Regions from separate parts of the Danio rerio genome. Here region 2 is linked to region 1. A link is a contact called in public HiCAR-type data. All regions are on one chromosome and are shown on one strand. Each heading gives the region's core, a stretch centred on a gene start, on an enhancer-like site or on the middle of the called end of the contact. The rest is flanking DNA. Distances are from core to core; before and after follow the strand shown.

Region 1 (2,767 bases), core at 141-2,640:
GGCAGTGTTTGTTATGAAAATGGTGAGGAACAGTCAGGAAGCATAGGGATTATTTCATATCCCCTTCCTCTCTTAGATCATGAAACTCATAAACGGATAAAATTAGCTCAAGAATGTTCATGCAAGGAGCGACTGTGATTAGATCTTCCTGTTTAACACAATAACTTTACATGCCATTCTAGCCATCATAGGACTTGTTTACAGGAAGGAGGACAGAATTGTTTGGCCCAGCTTCTGAGGTTGTACCCGTAATTCACTGAGCCGCCGTCTGTTATGCTGGAATCAGGCCGCCCTGCGACTCCTTTGATGAGTGTTTGACTTCAGCCTCAATGTTTTTAGGTCCTGCAGAAGTGCTGAAGGGATGGACGAAAAAGAGAAATATAAAGGAGTGCAGGGGTGGAGGACAAGCCTCTTTAGAAATGCTTCGCTTGTATCAGCGTGTCAAATCATGCAGCCGTCTGCAACCCCACTGAGGGAAGGCTAGATCGATTTTTCTTTTAACTTAGTCTTTGTTGATAGCCCTTCTGACTAGTGCTGACTTAACTGTAGTATAATGATGCATGCCAAAGAATTTCAGGTTGTATAAAGACGGCAGTTTTCAAGTGCATTTTTTCATTAGTGCTTCATTTCAAGGCAAGGATCTGTATTTGGCAAATAAGAGTGTCTAGGCGAACAGAAAATTGTGTCAGATTCTAAGTTCTTAGAAATGTAATATTTGTATAGATGTATCTTAATTAGAAGAGCATTTCAATTACTGATTATATTTTGGGAAATTAAAACATGCTTATCGTTTGAGAGGCTTGTAGATACAGACAGGTTTGTTGACAAATTTTGCAAAGGATTTTACACTTTGCCGGCTTCTAGTTCTCTGCAACTCTCACATGGTCGCCCACTGAAAGTACGCAGGGCTGTACCCGGTTAGTACCTTGCGACCAATCTGGGGTCTGTGTGGGTCTTAATGCCCCAGTATACTGACGAGGACTCTATACTGCTCAGTTGGCGTCATCTTTTAAATAAGACGTTAAACAAAGGTCCCGACTCTCTATGGTCGTTAAAAATCCTGGGATGTGCTGCAAAAAAGAGTAGGGGTTTAACCCCGACATCCTGGCCAACCTGCCCACTGGCCTCTGTCTATCATGGCCTCCTAACCATCCCTATATCATGATTGACTTTATCACTTTTCATCGCTCTGGCGTAATATGGCTGCCGTCGTGTCATCCAGGTGGATGCTGCACACTGGTGGTAGTTGATGAGATTACCAAAAAAATGTAAAGTGCTTTGAGTGTCTAAAAAAGTGCTATATAAATGTAAGGAATTATTAGTAGTAGTAGTAGTAGTAGTATTACTCGTATGTGATATATTTCTTGTTTTTTCTGTTTTTTTTAAGAGATGGCGTGGAGGGCCCTGGCAGCTTTCTCTCTACTACTGTGTTTTGGCTCATCTTGCTGTGATGATGCTCAAGAACAGTTCTCGTCTCCTACCATCATCAATAATGTGGTCCAGGACCCTCAAACAGGCCGAATCTACCTTGGAGCTGTCAATGGGATCTTTCAGCTGAACCACAATCTACAGGAGGAGAGCAGAGCAGACACAGGCCCTAAGAAAGACAACCCACAATGCACTCCACCTATCACTGCGCAGTGCACCGATGCGAAGGAAATGGACAACTTTAACAAACTCCTTCTGGTTAACTCCGCCAACGGCACCTTGATCGTTTGTGGAAGCCTTTTCAGGGGCATCTGCTCTTTGGTAAACCTCAACAGTGTGAATAAACCGGTGTACTACAGTGACACCAAAGGAGAGAAGACATATGTTGCCAGCACTGAGGAATCTGTCACTGTGGTGGGGGTCATTTCTTATTTTAAGGACACTACTACTAATGCTAACCTCAGTGTATTTCTAGTGGGAAAAGGCTATGGAAGTTCGGACAGCTCAAAGCTCATTAGCACTCGGTTGCTGCAGGAACATGGAGAAATGGATGTTTTTGAGAACATGGTTGAAGCTTCCACTGTTCAAACGAGTGCGTTTGTCCTTCGGTACCACCACGATTTTCGCTACACGTTTAAAGACAATGGCTACATCTACTTCCTGTTCTCCCGCTCTCCTGGCACTAGCGACAGCACGAAGATTACATTTATAGCACGCCTTTGCGAGAACGACCATCATTATTATTCTTACACAGAACTTCAGCTCAACTGCACTGTTAACACCGAACAACAAGAGAACACATTCAACAAAGTCCAAGCAGCGTATCTGGCTAAACCTGGAAAGGATTTGGCTCAGAATATCGTCCCGTCAAATTTAAATGATAAGGTTCTCTTTGGAGTGTTCAGTGCAGATGAGGCGGACGGGCGTTCAGCATTGTGCATGTACCCGCTTAGCAGCATTAATGCCAGGTTTGAGGAGGTGATTGAGTCCTGCTACACAGGAGAAGTTCTGGAGGATGACAAACCGAAGACTGTTTATTCACCCTACAACTCCAAGAATGAAGCCATATGCAAGACCAAAAGAGATGTGAGTTGTTGAGTTTCTTCAGCTCTGCTTCTCTGTTTTGTGTTTTATAGCTAGTCTGATTGTGGTGTATTTTTGCCCAACAGAAGAACATGGTAAAGGCATATATATGTGGCGCAGAGTTTCTGCCATCTCCACTAGCCAGTAAACCTGAGTATGCTTTAGCCGTCAAACCTATCTACACCAGGAATGACATGCTGACAGCTGTAGCTGTGGCGGTGGAGAACGAACACACTGTGGCATTCTTGGGAACCAG
Region 2 (2,767 bases), core at 97-2,596, 130 kb before region 1:
TTTGCTTTTTGTAGCAGGATGTTTGCTCCTAACACTGTGCTGATGCCAGACATATGCTGTCTTAAAGGGCTAGTTCACCCAAAAAATGGCCTTCAGGTCATCCGTGCTGTGGTTGATGTTTATCATAAGTTAAAAGACCCTTAGAATGCAGATTGAGAGTCAAAAAACAAATTTAATCACTGCTTATAATACACATGCCACAACAATGCAAGAGGGCTAATTGCAGATTATGTTTATAAATATTGGCAGTTTTACTTTATAAGACATGTATTGTCATGCCATGTGAATTGAAGTGCCCTGATTATGAATTATGAAAGGCCATAGTTTGGTTTTGGGAGTCCCCAACAACAGGTATCTATGCAACTTAAGAAAGCTCTTTAATTGTCTTATAATAGGCATTTGTCTTTAATATACAAGCTTTTTAAGCACACTTGTAGGCAACGTTTTGTTTAGATGTCACAAAAATGGCTGATGATTCGTATGCATGACAATTCATATTATGGACTCTTTGTTTTTGAGAGTCCATGACTGTAGTTTGTCAGCCTGATCTCACGAGAAAACGTAAGTATTTTATGTATTGGCAGTTTAGTGGCTAATTCGTACGAATTCGTACAAGTTCAGTCGTAAGAAATTGTACGATTTTAAAAAGGAGGTGTGGCATCTAACCCCACCCCTAAACCCAACCGTCATTGGGGGATGAGCAAATCGTACTAAAATGTACGAATTAGATTGTACGAATTTGCCATTAAATGAAAAAGTTACGAATTGCCGTGAGATTGTGTTGAGTTTATACACATTACACTTTCTGATTTAAACCTCAGCTGTATGTTGTTATTCACATAGAGCTGTGTTGCATGCATGAAAGGAAATTTTCCAAAATCCATAATAGCGGCACTTTTATTTTGACTTTAAAAGTCTTAGTTAGCTTTAATTTTCAACGAATTTCCAATTAAAATCTTTTATGATGTTCTGTTGATGAAAAAAGTCAACTAATAGAATAGCTTCCGCAATCCCACCTAAGATGCTCTTTAGGGATGTAAAACCAAGTTTAATGATGGGATGTTGTGTTCGATTGTCCGTGAACCATTTGTCACAGCCTGTGTGTGTGTGTGTGTGTAAAGCTATCTCTGTTGTTGACGCCATCATCTGAAGAGTTTCACTTACATTCATTTCATTTTCTCCTGGCTTGTTTATTCTCCCAATTACACCCAGCTCTCATATTATACAAGCTGTTGTGATAAAATCAACTGTAATGGGGTAATCAAATTTCCCTCTCCTCTGTAATTGGATGGCTGCGTTGTTGTTTATATCGTATTGAAGTTAAGTGCTTGCAAATGTTACACAACCGATCATCATTTTGAATGTTTGTTTATGAGTTAAAGGTATGTGTTAAAGCATTACTAAACTGCTGAATCTTTTCCTGGAAGTTTCAAGTGCATTAGATTGGCAGCTATGCTCAAAAGCTCACCTGGATGGTTATTTCAGATGGAGAAAGCGACGCCAGATGGCATTTAGTACTAATGCACAATGTTTCTTGGAAATTTCTTTATTCGTATCTTGTGCATAAAGAGGTTAGTTTGCCCTAAAACGAAAGTTTAATTGTCCAAACCCATGAGAAATCTTTGAAACACAGATGGCAATATTTTAAATCAAATCTGAGAGCTTTCTTTTTTCACTCAGAAGAGATGAATTATCCATGTGAATCAACCAGTTTAATCAAAGCGTTCTGAAGAGACAGGGTAGCATTATAAGATAAACATTTTTAATTCAGAATGTATTTAGTTCTTAAACCATTTTGAGGCATTGAAGGAGTTTTGGTTGAATAGACATTTATTGGAGTGAAACAAGTCTCTTACGTTTGATTTCATTCAGTCTTTATTAAAAAACAAACAGAAGTCTTGTGTGTTTGGACCAACTTGAGGGTGAGTAAATGATGACAGATTTTTCATTTTGGGGTGGATTTAACGCTTTAAATCCACTTTTAATCCTCACTTTGTTAACCTAAACCCTAGTTACACCAATGATGTGAAAAAAATATCAGGAGTGATTTGTGATTGCATTAGTTTTGGAGTGCTTGCACTGATTTGATGACTATAATTAGACGAATATTAGCTCAGTTGAAGGGTATTATTAACAATTAACTTTCTATTGCCTGACTTCTTAGTGTGTCACATTAAAATAAAATCAAGTAGTAACTATGCTGTAAAAAAATACTGTATTTAGCAGATTTCCATATTTTTGAATTCATATTTTTATTTTTCCTTATTTGTTTATGCTTTTGAGTTGCATTATGGGATTTTTATCTGTCTTCCAGCTATTTTTAACATGAAAAAGTTTTTTAAAAGTGACTTTTATTAATGTTTTTAATAGTTTAGAGTGATATATTGTCTGAGTTGGTGTTTTTGTTTTATGGTACAAAACCTTGTAGTAAACTGCCAGTACATTTTTTGTTATTTTACACTTTTTTTCTCTCTATTTTATTATTATTTCATTTAAATTAAATTGAATGTTTTTAAACTACTGAAATGTCAATAAAAGTCACTTTGTTAAACTGTAGGGTTGAATTTCAGCATCAAAAATCGACAAAGCAGAGATTAAAGACCCAAAATGCAATACACAACGGTAAATAAATGGAAAACACTTAAAATACGTAAACGGTTAATAAACAGATGTTTTTTTTTACAGTGTAATTTGCTGAAATAAAACAGAAGCTGGAAGCCAGTTTATTATTGAATGTGTTGTTATTCATAATGGAATACGCATAAAT

The links. HiCAR-type assays count read pairs that join an accessible place to other places.
Region 2: a HiCAR-type map of caudal fin shows a contact between it and region 1, with 7 times the contacts expected there. The contact joins the enhancer-like site here to the promoter of plxnb2a.1 in region 1. A contact is called at or near these places in 1 of 18 Hi-C or Micro-C datasets (caudal fin) and 3 of 4 datasets of contacts at active chromatin or transcription factors (caudal fin, embryo and gastrula embryo).

What each region holds. Positions count from the first base shown.
Region 1 is chr4:15,067,824-15,070,590 of GRCz12tu, reverse strand. It overlaps plxnb2a.1 (plexin b2a, tandem duplicate 1), which reads left to right and starts at 1,390. Exons shown (of 35, transcript NM_001161600.1): 1 at 1,390-2,514; 2 at 2,598-2,767. The coding sequence starts at 1,390.
Region 2 is chr4:15,201,765-15,204,531 of GRCz12tu, reverse strand. It overlaps a transcript of plxnb2a.1 not described here. Among named protein-coding and RNA genes, the nearest start is that of plxnb2a.2, 22 kb to the left of the region's middle. Within about 2 kb of position 1,346, at least 1 of the 62 cell types and tissues checked has an H3K27ac peak or open chromatin away from gene starts, as enhancers often do. A contact at or near this core is called in caudal fin, where this site is marked.